Regions from separate parts of the Mus musculus genome. Here regions 1, 2, 4 and 5 are each linked to region 3. The links are chromatin contacts, called in public ChIA-PET, HiChIP or PLAC-seq and promoter capture Hi-C maps. All regions are on one chromosome and are shown on one strand. The core of a region is the stretch at or near the end of the contact, and the rest is flanking DNA. Distances in the headings are between cores, read along the strand shown. Region 1 holds the start of Jdp2 (Jun dimerization protein 2). Region 2 has its middle 7.7 kb from the start of Gm38543. Region 3 overlaps Npc2 (NPC intracellular cholesterol transporter 2). Region 4 has its middle 26 kb from the start of Batf. Region 5 holds the start of Batf (basic leucine zipper transcription factor, ATF-like).

What was found. Promoter capture Hi-C pulls out the DNA fragments that hold promoters and counts their contacts. ChIA-PET counts read pairs in DNA pulled down with a chosen protein or histone mark. HiChIP or PLAC-seq counts read pairs in DNA pulled down with a chosen protein or histone mark.
Region 1: a contact with region 3 is called in an H3K4me3 HiChIP or PLAC-seq map of bone marrow-derived macrophages, with 4 times the contacts expected there. The contact joins the promoter of Jdp2 here to the enhancer-like site in region 3. A contact is called at or near these places in 2 of 39 promoter capture datasets (liver and pre-B cells) and 3 of 115 datasets of contacts at active chromatin or transcription factors (bone marrow-derived dendritic cells, bone marrow-derived macrophages and microglia).
Region 2: an RNA polymerase II ChIA-PET map of memory CD8 T cells shows a contact between it and region 3, with 11 read pairs. The contact joins two enhancer-like sites. A contact is called at or near these places in 5 of 115 datasets of contacts at active chromatin or transcription factors (CD8 T cells, bone marrow-derived dendritic cells, embryonic stem cells and 2 more).
Region 4: a contact with region 3 is called in an RNA polymerase II ChIA-PET map of memory CD8 T cells, with 6 read pairs. The contact joins two enhancer-like sites. A contact is called at or near these places in 4 of 115 datasets of contacts at active chromatin or transcription factors (T-cell acute lymphoblastic leukemia, bone marrow-derived dendritic cells, embryonic hindbrain and 1 more).
Region 5: a contact with region 3 is called in a promoter capture Hi-C map of liver, with 4 times the contacts expected there. The contact joins the promoter of Batf here to the enhancer-like site in region 3. A contact is called at or near these places in 4 of 39 promoter capture datasets (the HPC-7 cell line, hippocampal neurons and liver) and 2 of 115 datasets of contacts at active chromatin or transcription factors (bone marrow-derived dendritic cells and memory CD8 T cells).

Annotation. Positions count from the first base shown.
Region 1 is chr12:85,597,461-85,600,832 of GRCm38.p6, reverse strand. Jdp2 (Jun dimerization protein 2) reads right to left here and starts at 1,417. Exons shown (of 4, transcript NM_030887.2): 1 at 1,219-1,417.
Region 2 is chr12:85,442,653-85,446,075 of GRCm38.p6, reverse strand. No RefSeq gene overlaps it. Among named protein-coding and RNA genes, the nearest start is that of Gm38543, 7.7 kb to the left of the region's middle. Within about 2 kb of position 1,270, at least 75 of the 459 cell types and tissues checked have an H3K27ac peak or open chromatin away from gene starts, as enhancers often do. A contact at or near this core is called in CD8 T cells and memory CD8 T cells, where this site is marked.
Region 3 is chr12:84,760,832-84,764,079 of GRCm38.p6, reverse strand. It overlaps Npc2 (NPC intracellular cholesterol transporter 2), which reads left to right. Exons shown (of 4, transcript NM_023409.4): 3 at 3,188-3,248. Among named protein-coding and RNA genes, the nearest start is that of Npc2, 11 kb to the left of the region's middle. Within about 2 kb of position 1,444, at least 120 of the 459 cell types and tissues checked have an H3K27ac peak or open chromatin away from gene starts, as enhancers often do. A contact at or near this core is called in CD8 T cells, T-cell acute lymphoblastic leukemia, bone marrow-derived dendritic cells and 4 more, where this site is marked.
Region 4 is chr12:85,658,932-85,662,470 of GRCm38.p6, reverse strand. It overlaps the pseudogene Gm33312. Among named protein-coding and RNA genes, the nearest start is that of Batf, 26 kb to the left of the region's middle. Within about 2 kb of position 1,385, at least 40 of the 459 cell types and tissues checked have an H3K27ac peak or open chromatin away from gene starts, as enhancers often do. A contact at or near this core is called in T-cell acute lymphoblastic leukemia and memory CD8 T cells, where this site is marked.
Region 5 is chr12:85,685,300-85,689,047 of GRCm38.p6, reverse strand. It overlaps Batf (basic leucine zipper transcription factor, ATF-like), which reads right to left and starts at 2,328. Exons shown (of 3, transcript NM_016767.2): 1 at 2,075-2,328. The coding sequence starts at 2,137.

The DNA of each region.
Region 1 (3,372 bases), core at 168-2,667, 840 kb before region 3:
AAATCCATCCTCCCTACTACTTTAGGCAAAGTGAAACCTCTGGCGCCTTAGAGGCAGGAGAATAGTTGTTTCTATCCCCGGACCTCAGGTTTCTGTAAAGAACCCTGCTCACACCTGATCCCCGGTTAAACTCTTCCCTAGAAACCTGCACGGGAAGATAAGCCCGCCATCCAAGCTGAAGCCAGCCAGATTTGCTGAAAAGCAGGGAAAGCAAGAGGGGGTGATTTTTAAACCCTGGAGGGTGGGGGAGACTTGGGGGTGAGGTCGAGGGACGAGGAAGACAGTTGCTAACAGCCTTTGGGACAGGCAGGTACCCAGCTGTGGTACAGAGCCTGTTTCCCATGCTGCCTGAATTAAGATCCTGGGTAGAGTGGCCCAAGATTTAACAATACACAGACCTGTGCCACAGTCCCCTGGAAGGTGCCACTCCAACACATAAGGGCTGGACAATCTTCTAGGGGGAGCTGACTCAAATAGTCGATTGATTCCCCTCTTGCACCCGCCTCTCCACCTCTATCCCCAAATGGCCCATCCATTTCTGCAAATGAGTCAAGGCATCCCAGGCCTGCCAGCTCCTCCAGATACCCAGGCAAAGCCTGTTTCTGCCGCTCCAAGGGTCCAGGAAGCCTAGCCTTCTTGGATAAGAGGGGAGGAAGAGTGCCTTCTAAACTGGGCAGGTTACCTAAAGAAGCCTGCTTACCTTCTTATATAACCTGATGTGCCTGACGGGATCCCAAGGGAACTGGGGACTGCCCCGTGGTTCCCTCCTAACCCAGCCAGAGCCCGCCGCAGCAATGCTCTTAAGCGAAGGAAGCCCTGTTGGTTAGATGCCTTTCTCAATACCCTCCCCTCCAGGTCTTGCAAAGAGAGCTACGGAAGAGGCTGAGGCGCGACCTGTCAGCAGGTCTGGGGCGTGCATGCCCCCTTGAGTCCCCCGCAGTCCCCGGCACAGTTTTCTCCCGCTCACCCCGCCCTCTCCTCCGTCTGTGCACAGCCTCCCAGCAAGAGCACTGGGGAAGGAAAGCAAGGAGGGAGCGCCCCGCTGTCCCGGCCACAGACAGGACTGTCCTGCCCAGCCGGGGAACCACCGGTGGGCAGCGGCTGCAGCCATCCGATAGAGTATTCCGGCCCTGGGGTGGCGGGAGCCCCAGCGGTAGCTACTCCGGGGGAGGCCACCCCAGGTGCCCGCAGCCCCGCCTCCCCCCTCCGTGAACCCACCGTGCAGAAGCCGCTGGCGGAGGCGGCGGCCCCGGGCCCAGAACCCTGCTGCAGGCGCGGTGCCCACTCCGCGCTGCTGCCGCCCGCTGCCCAGGCCCGTCCCGGCCCGGGAGCCGCCGCGGCGCCAGCCCCGCCGCCGCCGCTGCAGCGTCCGCTGCCGCCAGCGCCCCCCGTCGCGGCCGCCGAGTGTCCCTCCCGCAGGCTGTGGCGGGCGGCGGGACGGGTTGCATCAGCCCCGGCTATATAGCGGGCCCTGAGTGGCGGGGAGGGGTCGGGAATGCGGAACCGGCCGAGCTGCCAGCTCCACACGTCAGAGGGGGACGGAGAGGAAGAGAAGGAGGGGACGGGGAGGAGGGGGTGTGGATCGCCCGCTTCACACCCACTGACCTTCACCTCCCCCGCCGCCGGCGCCCTCCTCCCGCCGATGCTCGCGCTCCTCCGCCTGCGGGGCCGGCCCGGGCCCCGCCGCGCTGGTCCCGGCAGCATTGCGGTCCGGCGGCGCGCCCCGCCCGCGGCTCCCGAGAGCGCGAGGCAGCAGGACACGGCGAGCGGTTATGTAAGCGCATCCCCTGCTCGGCCTTGCGGCCGCCACCCCCAAAATGCTACACAGCCCGGGAGGCAGCGACGCGAAGGCGGCGGCCGGATGAGCAGAGAACCCCTTCCAGCTCAGCCCACGCCGAACCATCCTCCTCCGTCCGGTGCGCTCTCCCCCAAATCCAGAGCGAGGGTTCCGCGCAGTGGTGTCTTCGGACGCTGCAGGATCTCGCAAGCTTGTTTTGTTTTTCCGCGGAGGAGCATGGGCGGGGGTTTAAGGCGTTTGGAAGCCTTAATCCCTACCCACTGTCCACCAAAGCGTCCTGACGTCCTGAAGCCATGCGGTGAATGAACGAGCTCCTGAAGTGGAACTGCACCCTGAGGCCACCGTTGTTGTCAGTGGCTGGCCCAGTTTGAGCCAGGGCTCTTTGCCCAACTCCAGCAGGCTTTTGCCTCCCTTTGACAGGACGCAGCAGTGAGCCTACCTGACTTCTGCCAAACCTCCAAAGGCCTTCTTCCTCAAGGACTCCAGGGCCAGCTTCCGTGCTCTCTTCCCACCCTGCTACAGAAGTAGATAGTAAAGAACACTCTAGATAAAATATGACAGTCCCTCAAAGGCGGATTGTCTCAGGCAGAAATGCGTGTGGCATCTGAGAACTATTTGCACACACACATAGACACACACAGGTCTCCATACCCTTGGGGGGGGGGGCAGACCCCCGCCCTCTTTCCTCTTAAATCAGAAAGGAGTGGCAATGTTGACACTCAGTGACCTTCGGCCTCCTTCTCAGAGAGACAGCAGGTCATCACCCATAGAAGAAAGGAAGTGAAAGAAAAAGTTCAAGTCTTCATAGAGTACAAATGCTGAGATCGAAAGACCAACAGGGAGGGAAGGAAGTCCACGCGCCAAGCCGGACAAGCAGGTCTCCACGTGCGTGCCTGCCTGCAGGGAGGAATCGGTCTCCATTTTACCCGTAAGTCTTCCTGCAGGGGGGAACAGGTGAATGGAAAGAAACAGACCAAGCCCTAATGACATCACTGTCCATCTTCCCCGCCACCATCAGCCCACTTCCCTCACAACACTGATGAAAGGAAAAAAAAGAAAGACTCCAAAGGAACACACGCCACAAACTCCGTGGTAATGTGAATCACTCCTGTAGGACATGATTCTCCATCCCAGAAAAGCCAGCAGCACCTTTACAACACACAGAGATCAAAGCTGGAGACTGGGGAACTGGCTCACATGATGCTTCTCCCCTAAGATGAGGATCTGATGTTTATGGGAAAGAAAACAGGGAACAGGTGGAGCATTAAACCTCTGTGTGTCCTCTGGTGGGACTTTGAAAACGCTAAACTCATCTCTGTGCAGGGCCTAATAATTGAAAATGTGTCCTTAAAGCTGCTCTTCTCCAAGGCCTACTTTGGATCATGGCTAGGTGACAGGTGTCCTTCTGGGTCACTACTTCCTCCACAAAATAAATATGCTACAGGAAAGGCATTGGCGTGGGGGCACTAAGGGGTCTTTATTCCCTTTCATCTCCCCAATATCTATTAGGCTCCCCCATTTTGATATAGTTGTTACCCAGTTTTATATTGGATACTATACAAATACAGCTCAGA
Region 2 (3,423 bases), core at 21-2,520, 680 kb before region 3:
GATCTTATGCCCTCCTTCAGCCTCTAAGATCACTCCATGATTGTAGTGCTCATACGCATATATGAATATATATGCATATATGAATAGTCAGATGCATATACATGCACATGACAGATGCACATAAGAATTTATATAAACAACTTCAAGAGATATATGCCAAACATGTACTCTACACAGGCTGTTTTCGGCAAGCAGGACTCATTCTTAGCCCAGGTACCCTGTCTTGGAACCCTTTTGGAAATGCCTTCTCGATAAATAGGTGATCCATGAGAATTTAATGAATGGAAGAATGAGCCACCACCTCGGTCATTTGAGAGTTTGGTGCTCTAGTCTCTTTCATTGCTGTGACAGCGCACTCTGACAGCAAGCATCTTGTTGAAGAAAAGGTTTCTTTCATTGAACACTTCCAGGCCATCACTGAGGCAACTCCAGTCGGGAACCTGGAGGCAAGATCCAAAGAGAAATGTGGCTTGCCTGTTGAATCATACCTGACAGCTTCATTTTACAGCCCAGGAACACATACATGGACAGGAAGTGGCATTGTTCACAGTGAGCTGGATCCTCTGGAAATCAATCAACAATCAAGAGAGGTCTCCTTTCCCCCCCCCCCCCCTCCACCGCCCAGACAGCCCCAGATTTAGCCAATCTGATTTAGCCAATTCTTCGATGATTGAGGTTCTCCTGTCTGATGACTCTAGCTGGGTCAAGCTGACAGTTAAAGCTAAGTAGGACAGTTGGGCAAATTATAACAGCACCTCCAAGATGCCTCTGTTCCCTCATGCATACAGCAGAAGTGCTTCTTAGAGAGGTTGTGCTAGAACTCACAACAGTCCCTGAAATGGGATAGGTACCGCAACTACCACTGTCCCCATCAGTACATTGTAAACCTTCGTGGGAAATGATCCCAGCATCTCAGAAACGGAGAGGAGATGGCCACAAGTCTGATGGGCGTAGTGAGGTGGAAAATTGCTGCCTGAGCGGATGAAAACATCGACGGCCCCCCTCCCCCGCCCCGCCTCCACCCTTCCTCCTACTGCTATTTGCTGGGGTTTAGGTTTTGTTTTGTACTTGCTTGTGGCCAACTTGGAACCCCCATGGTGTCTCCCTTTGGAACCCTAAGAACAGTTGCTGCAGGGGCCCCGCTTTTCCTTTCTTTATTAAGAAAAGGAAACAGGAAATTGAATGTAAAAACCCTCCAACTGTTAGAGTCACACAGAAGTTGTGAATGTAACCACACCCCCGCCAGGAAATGAAAGTACAGTTGTCACCGTGATGTTCCTTGCCTTTCGTCGCCCACTTGGTGTTTTTCAGATTTGAGTTAGATAGTGGAGATGAAAGGGCTGAACTTTGGGCAGGAGGGCTATCACTGGGCCATTGCGGACTGGAGCACTGATTTGATATGCTATAAAAAGAGAAGTATCAACACAGTTCTTTCAGATGTCACCTACTGGAGGGAAGAGGGGACATGGCAGATTCTGACCTGTTAATATGTGTGTTTGTTTTGGCCCATGTAGCATGTTTTTAAATCCCTCGGCGTTTAAAAACAGAGGCTGTAAGCACGTTCATGCAAAGACTTGGAGTCCGGATTCACGCATGGGCCTTGTGGGGGGAAAAGCAGCTGCCCAGCAGCGATGTGGGGGCGGGGCGGGGCTAATGCAGGGATCTATTCCTTTGTGCTATCTGCCTGAAGTCAAGGGGTGTTTGCAATTTCAGGCTTTTATCACGTGTGAGGGAAAGGCAGACACAAAGCTGCTATTCCCCAGGACAGAGATGGAAGCCTTTGACACCCCAAGTCTGTATACTCCATCCTTGGTTTTGGCTTATCCAATGTGGTTCCTCTGATTCTAAGTGATTGGTCTGCTACCCTAAAGACAACTATGTATTTTCCTAGCCTGAGCATAATGAAAACTATGGCATTTTCTTTGTTGTTGTTGTTTAAATTTGATCTATCTATCTATCTATCTATCTATCTATCTATCTATCTATCTATTGTGTGTGTGTATGTGTGTGTATGCATGTGAAGGTCAGAGGACAACAATAATTGGTTCTTTCCTTACACTATGTAAGTCCTAGGAATAAACTCTGGATGTCAGGCTTGGTGACAGTGAGCCATGTTGCTGGCCCTTGTTCGGTTCCTTACATTTTTCTAGATTCTTTTATTTTATGTGTATGAGCGTTTAGCCTGCATGTACATACACACCCACACACATGTACACACATACACCCCACATGTGTGCTTCATGCCTACAGTTGTCAGAAAAAGACTTTGAATCTCCTGGAGGTAGAGCTACAGATCAGTGTGAATCTCCATGTGATGTGGGTGATGGATATTGAAACTGGGTCTTCTGCAAGAAGGACAAACGCTCTTAACCACCAAGCCATCTCTCCAGGGACTCATTTGGTTATGTTGATATAACAGTCATGCTATGTAGCCCAGGTTGACCTTGAATTCTTCACCCTCTTGGGTGCTGGGATTATGGGTATTTGTCACCATGTTTGGCTGTATTAGACCTCTTGCTTTGTCATCTAACACTCATTCCTGCTTCTTCTGCAACTGGACTCCAGTTATCTTTCAGGCAATCACCCACTTTTGTCTTAGTCTCTGCAGTACATCAAGGTGACTATATGGCCTGCCTCCCCAGTAGATATACAACAAAGGTATGACCAATCAGATCCTTGCTCAATTTTCCAACCATAGTGATTGGTTCAGATATGGGCACATGACCGTGGTGAGTCCTACTGATACCTTGCGTGGAGAGAAGAGGTTCTTACCCTAGCCTAGAATAGAGGAGGCAGTGATGTTCTTACACTAGCCTAGAACCTGGAGCATGGAGCCTTAGAGTTGCCATGGGTCACCTAACAGGAGGAGGCTGAGAGTTACTCCAGCTTGCCAAGGAGATTTGCTGAGAGAGAAGGACAGGCCCTGGATCTCCTTGAAGCAGCCAGGCCTGGACAATTCAGTTCTATGAGGGGCTTCTTAGAGAAACTAGGCTGACCCTTTCTTTGTAAGTCTCCTACCTGAAGTCACCCTGGGAAGCAAACGTGGCGGAAGCAGGAGACAGGACACTTGGGTACTCCCCGACGACCCATTTAATTTCAACCAAGGCCTCCGGAGAGCAAAAAGACCTCTATGTTCTTTTTCCTTTCTTTTTTAATTATATAATTCATTCCTATTTTAATTGCAATAATAAAAAAAAAATAAAATCACACAAACAAAAAAGGTAGTGTTCCCCTCTTTCCCCTCCAAGCCACTCTCTAGAGATTTGCTATGTAAACGATGGTTACTATTGTAACTATGGTTACTAATAATGTTGTTTTAAAAATTACCACTTCTGCAAAAATAAAAACTTGGCACTTACATTTACCTACTGGGTCCTAACTCCATCCTAAGGACCTGTCATTTCTCATTTGGGCTTTGTTGTG
Region 3 (3,248 bases), core at 195-2,694:
CAAAATTGCTTTTGTTTCTACTTCTTAACTGTAATCTGGCTATTGTTATGAGTCATGGTGTAAATATCTGATATGTGGGGTGTCTGACATGTGACCCTACGAAAGGGTCATTTGACCCCCCTCAAAGGGGTCAAGACCCACAGGTTGAGAACTGCTGCCTTATCTCAAGAGAGAGGGTCTGTGTGAAGTGGCTCTGTGGGTAAAGGCACTTGTCCCCAAGCTTGATGACTTACGTTCAATCCCGAGAACCCAGACAGTCAAAGGAAAAAACTGAATCCATCAAGTGGTTCTCCGATCTCCACTTGTGCATTGTGTCACACTCGAGACACGCCCCCCATACACACACCCACGGGGGTGTGGGGCCGGTGTTGCACCACAGAGAGATGGCTCAGCAGTTGAGAGAGAGCTTGCTGCCCTTGAAGAGGACCTCAATTGGATTTCCGATGCCCACTCACAACCACCTGCAACTCCAGCTCAAGGGGATCGAGTCCCTTCTCCCCCCCCCTTGCACAGGCACCAAAACATATGTGTGCATACACACAGACACATAAAGATAAATGAAGATATCTAGACACGTGCAAAATGCTTCTCTCTGGAGAGAGCAGCTGCTTGGAAACTTTTCCTTTGCTTACTCTCCCGTGAACTGTGTAGGACTCGAAGTTCTCAGCACTGTTGGCTTCCAAGCTCGAAGAATGCCCACTCCGCTTTCTTTCCTCATATGCCCTATCCCCTGTTTGTTTAAGAAAAAAATCTAGAGGCTGGGGAGAGACTCAGTATGTAAGAACACTTGCTGCATAAATGTGAAGACCTGAGTTCAGATCCCAGTACCTACATAAAAAGCCGGGTGTGGCCACACAGGCACTTGCGCGCCTGTGCATTCAGGGCAGTGGGTGGCAGAGGCTGGCCGGCTGGAAAGATGAATGGAACCAGCCCAGCTCCAGGGGTAGTGAGGGCCTCAGTCAGGGTTTCTCTCGCTGCAAGTGAATCACCACGACCAAAAAAGCAAGTTGGTTTGGTACCAGTGGCAGGGTTAGGTTTAGGTATGGAGAAAACCTAAAAACGGTGGTAGCTGTGCTGTGTGTGATGCCAGTGGGGATGGCTGTAATGGATTCGGAAGCCATTTTGGAGGCAGTAGACACAGCAGCAATTTTGATAGTTACCGTAATTCATCTTCAGATGCTGGGCCTGTGATGGGAGGTAGCTCTGGAGGCAGAAGCTCTGGAGCCTGTGGTGGTAAAAAGGTGCCTAGCTAAACCACAAGACCAAGCTGCCAGTGCAGGAGCTCTCTGTGGCAGAAGGTTCTAGTTATAGCCAGGAAGTAAAGCTTAGCAGGAGAGGAGAGCCCAGGAAGTGACGGGGAAGCCTCAGGTTATAAGTTAAGACCTCAGCAAAACACAGTAGTGGTGGTGAGAAGAAGACATGTTTTAGAGACTCCTCGTGTATCTGAGCTGTTTCTGTGACTAATTGCGAAACAAGTTGTTTTAGTTTCTGTTCTGTGGAAAGTGTAACACATTCCAGTGACGGGGGTTGGGGGGGTGGGGGAGTGTTTTGTTCTGTTTCATAATTGTTATTATAACTTTGGATTTTGGGTTTGTTTGTTTGGTTGGTTTTTTTAGTTTTGATTTTTAGATTTATTCTATAGTTTTTACCAGCATGTGTGCATATTTAGTACATGCATGTCTGGTGCTCACAAGGGTCAGGGGAGGCTGTTGGATCCCCTAGAATTAGTGTTATGGATGGTTGTAAGCCACCATGTAGATGCTGAGAACTGAACCCTGGTCCTCTGGAAGAACAACAAGCCTTCTTCCCTGCCTGGGTTACTCTCCGTTGCTCCCTCCCCAAGTGAAGGGTTTTAATGTACAGTTTTCTTGGTCTGTGTTGTTGATCAGAGTAATAGTCTAATCATGATGCTGAATAAACATGTCTTTAATAAACTAAAATTAAGAGTCCCTGAGAGGGGCTGGAGAGATGGCTCAGCGGTTAAGAGCACTGACTGCTGCTCTTCATAGAGGTCCTGAGTTCAATTCCCAGCAACCACATGGTGGCTCACAACCATCTGTAATGGGATCTGATGCCCTCTTCTGGTGTGTCTGAAGACAACTACAGTGTACTCACATATATAAGATAAATAAATCTTAAGAAGAAAAAAAAAGAGTCCCTGATGATGACCTGGCAGGTGACGATGCCTGCTCTGTCGCCAAGGCTGACACCCTGAAGTTGAACCGCAGAATCCACACTTTGAACAGGAAGTCTGACTCCTGAATCTTGTCCTCCCGCCTCTGTAGATATGCTGTGACCTCTCCCCCACTGACTACGTGTACTAATGTAATTTAGGCATTGTTATTATTTAAAAATGAAACAAGTGAGACCCAGCTAATACCCTAGATCTCTAAAATGCCCTTACAATGTGTAATGTTACTGGAGGAGACGGGTCTGGGCCCCGGCAGCCTTGTCCTCCGTGTGTCTAAAAAGACAGTGAAAGCTTGAGAGAGGAAACTGAGTGTGGTCACACTGGGAAGAGGAACAAATCCAGAGGCTTAGTGAGCTCTTCCGGGTCACTGACAAGGCTTAGGTCTAAATAGAAGGCAAGAGGTCAAGGTATTAATGTATCCTTAGCTCAGCTCCTGGCCTGTCTCCAAGTTGTCAGAACCCTGTGACCTTCCTACATGGCAAGTTCCTTCTTCTGCTGGTACCAGGGCTCAGCTTTTCCCTTCTTCCAGTGGGGAATTCCAATTTCTTGGGGTACATTGTTTTCATAGCCTGATAGTCAGAGGGAGGCACGCGGTGGTAATAATACTTTCATCCCTTCTGCTTATCTTGCAGTGTAGGGGCTAGAGAAATGAACTTCTTTTTAATCTTCCATGGCATCTGAAGGATTACCTGCCACTGCTGTGCTAGACTGTGGTATTTAAAACTCAATGACAGAAGTCAGTGGTCCTGGGAGAGAGATAAGGTTATCTGTCCCAGTAGCCTGATTCCCTTGATGGAGAGCAAGGAAAGATACCAGCTTCCTTCATCACGTGACAGGGCTAGGTATTGAATGTGACTCATAGGGATGGAGACCCCATAGTTCGGGACCACCTGATCTTCTGGAGTCACCATTCCAGCATTTGATGATGTATTTGACGACTTGACTTAGAATTCACAAACGCATAGCTGCCTTCCACCTGACTCCCTGTCTTCCTAGGCACTCAGTCCCAGAACAGCACGGCCTTGGTCCACGGCATCCTGGAAGGGATCCGGGTCCC
Region 4 (3,539 bases), core at 136-2,635, 900 kb before region 3:
TGGCCTTGCACCACAGCCTTCCAGACACACTTGCTTTTAGAAGTCCTGTTCCCAGCAGGCCTCCATAGGCGCCAAAATGGCGGAAAGAGACAGAAAGTTTTGTAATAAGAAATAAGTGAATCAGCTGGGCGTTGGTGACGCACGCCTTTGATCCCAGCACTTTGAAGGCAGAGGCAGGCAGATTTCTGAGTTCAAGGCCAGCCTGGTCTACAAAGTGAGTTCCAGAACAGCCAGGGCTATACAGAGAAACCCTGTCTCAAAAAAACAAAAAAACAAATAAACAAACAAAAAATCAAAGTAGGTGAAGAGAGTATACCCATAGCTCAATCATTGGGGAATTGGAAGCCAGCCTAGACTACTAAACAAGGTGCAGTCTGAAAACAATGTGGAAAAAAAAGGAAGGAAGAAAGGAAGAATGGAAGGGGGCTGGTGAGATGGTTCAGCGGGTAAGAGCAGACTGCTCTTCTGAAGGCCCTGAGTTCAAATCCCAGCAACCACATGGTAGCTCACAACCACCCGTAATGAGATATGACTCCCTCTTCTGGCATGGCTGAAGACAGCTACAGTGTACTTATGTATAATATTAAATAAATCTTTGGGCCAGAGCGAGCAGGGCTGACCAGAGTGAGCAAAGGTCCTAAAATTCAATTCCCAACAAGGTTCACAACCATCTGTATATCTACAGTGTACTCTTTACAAAATAAAAGAAAGAAATGAGCCGGGTGTGGTGGCGCATGCCTTTAATCCCAGCACTAGGGAGGCAGAGGCAGGTGGATTTCTGAGTTTGAGGCCAGCCTGGTCTACAAAGTGAGTTCCAGGACAGCTAGGGCTACACAGAGAAACCCTGTCTCGAAAAACAAAACAAAACAAAACAATTAAACTATTATAATTCTATCATCTAGGGAGACATAAATTTAGATACACACATAACTCGAATTTTTATTTTATAAAACTGACATCAGTCACAATATGCAAATTAGTGATCTGCTTATAAAAACACAACACATGCATCCCCATGTATGTATATGTTTTGTGCCTCTGATGGGTGTGCATAAAACAGTCACCCCAGCGTGTTTTACTTGCTCGCCTTGGACCCCTCAAGGCCAGTGCTTACTGTATCCAGGAGCGCAGAAACGGGAGCAAGGAGGTGTGCGCAGTCAGGAACAGTGTTCTCTCGGGCTGTTGGTGCCTCTGGTGGGTCTGTTTCCTGGGGTCTGTACAGAAGGGAGCTGGGAAGCTTTCTATCTGAAAATACTCCACGGTGTGTGCAGGTGTTTGGAGTTCCGTTGAGTTTCATCAAAATGAGTCACTGAAGGTGTGAACGGGCGGCCAGGTTGAAGGAGTTACCACTTCCTGGTCCCATCCGGAGACACCCTGCACCTCAAACAGAAGCAAGCGCCTTTCACATGGGCTACCAGGCAGAGGCAAACTGAGCCTTTCGCTCTCCAAACCACTTCTTTGCTTACCTCCCCCCCCAACCCCCCAAGCAAAGGCTAAGTTCCTCTAGTCAGCGGCTCGCTGTTGGGTGAGCTTCAAGCCAAAAACCCACTGAAAGTTCAGCCACGCCTGAAGGGAACCTTGAATGACAAGCGAGCCGGTACCAGGTGAAGAGGCCCCACCACCTGCATCCAGGAGCCAGGCTGCCTTATTCACACGGAGAGGGGGGGGGTGTGTGCCATGGCCCCAACAGAATTTATTGTCACATGATTCAGAAGGAGGCCTGTCTGGATTTCAGGCCCTTACATCCTGACTTTCTGTTCTCTGGTAGCAGGGCACCAGACCTTAGCATGACTGACTCCATGATGGAAATGCCATTCAGGCTGTAAAACTCATTGTGAACACACCATCACCTGCCAAAACTAAAACAAAGGCCTAACCCATCAAAGTCCACGGCTCTGGGAAAGTCTCAGAATGTAACTAACCTTACTTTTTAGTTTCTGTAGTTCCACTTCTGGCGAACTGCTCTTGTTAGCTGAAGTATGTCAACCCAAAACATGGGGTTTGTGCTTTAAAAGCCCATCCCAAGAAAGGCTCAGGGCTACACTGGGATCCCGAAAACCCAGTGTTGTCACTGGCTGGCTAATAAAGACTTTCTTTCTTTCTTTTTTCTTTTTCTTTTTTTTTCCCCAGAAACAATGGTGACTTAATCGCTAGGCACAACAACTAGAATCCTAATCTTGTAAGCCATATTCAATCTAAATCTTCTGGTGGCAAATCCGGGTGGATTTACCATATAAATTGGGGGATACTAGTAGCTACATCTTGCCTCTCGATATCCCTGTCCAAAAAGCCTAATAAAGACTTTCTATTGACTTAAATTTGTGTTGGAGCAGTCCTCTCTGGTGACTACCTGACAATGACATGAACTGGTCTAAATGGAGTCAAAGTAAAGATACAGAGAAGTTAATTAGGAAATATCAACTATGCAGTTCAGTGGGAGCAAGAGGAAGGAAGCCAAGAAAGATGATAGCCTTTAGGGCCACAGATGGGAAGATCACCAGGAACTACCACAGTCCCATGACACATAATATATTGTTTTGTTTTGTGGCATGGTCCTATGAAACCCAAGCTGTCTTGGAACTCACAATGTAGCTGAGGATATCCTTAAATTCCTTCAGTGAACAGAGCTAGGAAAAGGCAGAGGCAGGCGGATTTCTGAGTTCGAGGCCAGCCTGGTCTACAAAGTGAGTTCCAGGACAGCCAGGGCTATACAGAGAAACCCTGCCTCGAAAAAACAAAACAAAACAAAACAAAAAAACAACCCTGTGTTTTACAAAAGTGCTGGAACCACAGGCATGCTCCACCATGTCCAATTTATGCAATGCTGGCAAACCAAACCCACAGCTTCATGCAAGATGCCCTCTACCACGTGAACTATTGCCCCAGTCTGTGATGCAATGACATCAGCAGCTTTGCCTTGAATAAAGAGTTAAGGAACAAAGAACATTGAAGGAAGTGCTTTGTAAGCTAGAACACATGTCACTATCTTCTCTTTGGGGGCTTATCATTGTCTCCATGGCAACTGGGCAAGCTTCCCGGTCTGCCTCTCCACCCTATCCATGCCCAAAGGATAACTGCATGGCTTGTCATCTCTGCCCTCTTAGATGGCTTGCAATCACATAAAGATGGAGATCCCCAACCTACAACCTAGCCAAGTTAGGGTGATGGGGTGCAGGTGGGGGAGACAAGGCAGAGGGGAAGAGGCAGCCAAGGGACCCCAGACAGCAGCAGAGGAGTGATCCTCAAAGTCAGGCTCCCCCAGGTGGCTGGCAGCAGGCAGGAGCCCAAGCTGTCACAACTGTTGTACGCAGTCACCCTTCCTTCCCCGACAACCTGACTTCATTCAACCTTTCCTGCTCAAGTAGCCAGACAGTGGGCAGAAGTTCAGGACCCCGGCCTTGACTGAACTCCTTCTCTGTCCCTGACAGGCTCAGCATCTTGGGCCAGGAAGATGACCTCTCTCGACCTTTGATGTACACGTATCATCAGGTTGCACACGATGCTACATGCCTATAATCTCAGCAGTCAGAAGGCTGAGG
Region 5 (3,748 bases), core at 1,079-3,578, 920 kb before region 3:
CTCAAAAGTGAAGAGAAATTGAAGCCTCAGGAGGGCTACTTTGGGAAATTCCAGTTAAGATGCCATCACTTCTGCTCTCTCCAGAGCTGTTCTAGCTTCACTCTGTGTGTGTGTGTGTGTGTGTACATGTGTGTATACATATGTATGCATGTGAGGTATGTGTGCGTGTGAGTGTGTGTGCATGTATATATGTGCATGTGTGCGCACATGCTAAACCTTCTTGATGCTCCTTTTGCTGTTGTCTTTGAAAACTCCGCTGAGCATTTACCATGTGCCAACTTCTGTACAAGCGCGTTCGGAGACGCTATGCTTCAACTCCCCAGCTTTCTGAGCAGGCACCGTCTTTTCTATTTTACACAGTACGAAGCTGAGGCTCTCCACCCTGATCCCTGAGCTCATGGACATCCAGGGGTATGACATCTTTCTGGCACTGATGCTCAATCCTTTCTGAGAATTCCCCCTTGACTATTAATTTCATTGTGCTGCACCCCTAGGCAGAGGGCGCCGCCCAGATCTGTTTTATTCGGTCCATCATTGTGCAGACATCTTGAGACCTTCCTAGTCCTGAACATGATGCCTGCTACAGATGAGGTAACCCCACCACCACCACCACCAAATCATTTTATGAAGTGCAGGTCGCCTGCTTTAGTGAGCCACTGACGGGTGCTTTGGAGGACACAGTGCTCTTTGAGTGCTTTCTAAGTATCTCCTATAGAAGATCAGGGAAGAGAAGCCCTTCTGCAACCCCCACCCTGTCACCTACCTCCACTGGCCTGAGGGGCAAAGACCCTTGGGTCAGGTTCTGATTCCCTTCCCTCTTTACTCAAACTTTCCAGGTCATTCTAGCAAACGGACATTGGGTTAGAGAGGGCAAGGATATATTCTTCCTTTAATGTGCTAAGGGACTAGGTTGCCATGGAAGCTGTGAGTAATTTCCTTCTTAAGAAGAGACTGGGGTACCATCTTCCAGGCAGTCTGAGTTGCTCTGATACCATCGTGAGCGAGGGACTATCTCCCTCTTGAGGTCTTCACCAGTATGGCTTTTGGTGAGGGCTTGTGACAGATGTGGGAGCCGGTGGTCAGGTAGTTTACGTTTATTTTGTTTGTAGCGTTTTGCAGCCCCCTGGATGTGTGTGAGCCAAACACTCTACCTCTGAGCCCCTCCCAATATGTGTGCTAAGGAAAGAATATAGTTTTTAAGATGAGATGTAAAAAAGTTTAATCCGTGGGTCTATGTTGGATGAGGAGGAGAAATGTCTAGAACAAGGGGCATCAGGAACGTGGTAGAGAGACCCAGAAACCACAAGGTGAGAAAGGCATCCCATCGGAGGCATCTTTCAGTCTGAGACATTTCGGCTTGGTATCAGTCAAGAGTCTAAGAGTCTCAGAATCTTTCCCTCCATCCCTGGTTTTTCAGGGATGATATTAGCTACTAGTGAAAGTCTCTGACACGCCTCCTGGACCATGGCCTTCTTTCTTCTATCTGGAAGCCACATGGGGGGTGGGGGGGAAAGATACAGGTTGTAGCTTTAGCCTCCCTTCCCACGGACTGCTGGAGTTACCGAGGCAATCCGCAGGCAGATCTTGCCACTCTTCTCCTCCTGTCTACCTTGCTTTGATTTGCTATATTTCTCTTCCCTGACCTCGGTTCTGTCTTGCCACTTGCTTGGTTTTTTCCTGGAAAGCTACAACTCTAGGATTTGGGTGGAGCCCGAAGCAGCGATCTACTGGAACATTCCTCTGCTTATGGTTGACCATACTTCTAAGCTCTGTGATATTCACCCTGCCCCCAGCTTCCTAGAAAGTTTCACGGTGGGAACCTAAGTGGCAGAGACGAGGGGTACCTCTTGGAAAGAGAGGCTTTTGTGGCGGGATGCGAAGCTTCAGCCCTTGGACCTCTGTATAGCAAACACCACACGGTCCAGAGTCTGCTAGAGAGTTCCTGCCACGAGCTACTTCCTTCCCCAGACAGAGCTCCCTGGGCAGGACAAGGGAGCCTACCCCTCTTCTACCACCCCAGGAAAATCAGAAGGCAAGGCATGCGGGGCGTGGGGGAGGGGGACGAAGGGGGTACCTGTTTGCCAGGGGGAGGAGAGCGGCTGAAGCTGGAGTCACTGCTGTCGGAGCTGTGAGGCATGGTTCTAATCTTCCGGGCTCTCCCACACCGTCCCAGATGCCTCTGGGCGATCTTCTCACTAGCTGGCTCCCCTTCTTGACTGCTAGGGGGCCACCAGCACACCACCTTCCACAGGTACCTCCCCTGCTTGCCCAACAGCAACCTCTGACAGACCCCTGCGTCCTCCTCTCTCTCGGGTGCAGAGGGACTGCTCCCCACAGGGACATCTCGCTGCTTTGGGGCTTGCGCACAGGCCCTCTCTTGTGGTTTCTGGTAATTCAAGCTGGAAGTCACATGGGCGGAAACGTCAACAAGTTAGAAAGAAGGTAGAGAGAAAATACACATCTGGGAAAAGACCACAGAATTAGGTGAAAGAAAAAAAAATACACAAACCCCCAGTATCTTCCGGCAGGCAGTTTGAAAGGCAGAGCGAGCGCTCTTCAATTGATGAAGATAAAGAAGAAAAACAGCCACACAGGGAAAATCCCCGGCCAGAATTAGCAAGTTCTCTGCTGTCAACATGGCAGAGAGCAGCAGGAAAGAGCCTCCAGGTCACAGGCCTTGATTTTTAAATCTAAATACAGTCAGCGACAAGCCTGAGGACCCTTTCTGGGTTTCACCCGAAAGCAACTGCCCATCCTGTTTTATGACCGGCCTTCCTCCTTCACCTATAGGACAGTTCGGTGGGCTGGGGACAAAAAGAAAGGAGGGCACTGCCTTTTACAGATGACCAAGCAAGACGTTGGGGCTAGCTGAGAGTCTCGGGGAGTCTCTGGAATCGATGCTAAAGAAGTTTATTATCTATCCCCTGTCCTCTTAGCAAGACACTTTCATTCTCCCTAGAGAAAGGATACCTACCTTCTGTGGAGGGGCTCCTTCAGGAGTTCAAGGTTGACCTTGAGTCTTCAGAAGTCAGTGACGTCATAACCCAACAAGGAGAGAACGTCAAAATGAGGGACAGAGGCTCTGGACTTGGAGTCAGATCGATATGATGAGAATCCAGTGACTCCCTATCCCTACTCCCCCCCCCCCCAGCCTCCCACCACACACACACACCTAAAACCTGCCCCACCTACTACCTTTCAGGGCTACTGCAATGAGGGATGACAATTTGAATAGGAATGTCCCCCACTCTGTAAAGCATGCTGTGGAGTGGCGGTGTTTGGCATGTGTCCCATGACACGAACACGCTTGTCGCTTTAGTGAACAGTCCCATTCTCATCCCAGTGTTTTGGCTATTTTTTTTTAAAGTTTGGGGACTGGAAAGATGCTCAGCAGTTAGGAACACTGGCTGCTCGTCCAGAGGACTTGGGATCTAGTCCTAACATCCAGACAGTGGCCCAATCATCTGTTACTCCAGTTCCAGGGGTCCTCTTCCTGACTCCTCGGGTACCAGGAAATGGACACGGGGCACATACATATGTGCAGGCAAGACACGCACACATATTAAAATAAAAGCTCTTACTCTATTCCCAGTGTGGCTCAAATGCTCACCTCGATTAATCTGAGGGCTGACAATATGTTATGGCTCCTAAAGCATTTTTGTATCCACTGATTACAATTCTGCCTGACGACAATATTGTTCTAAGGACAAACCTATCAAAATAATAATAATAACAATAATAACAATAA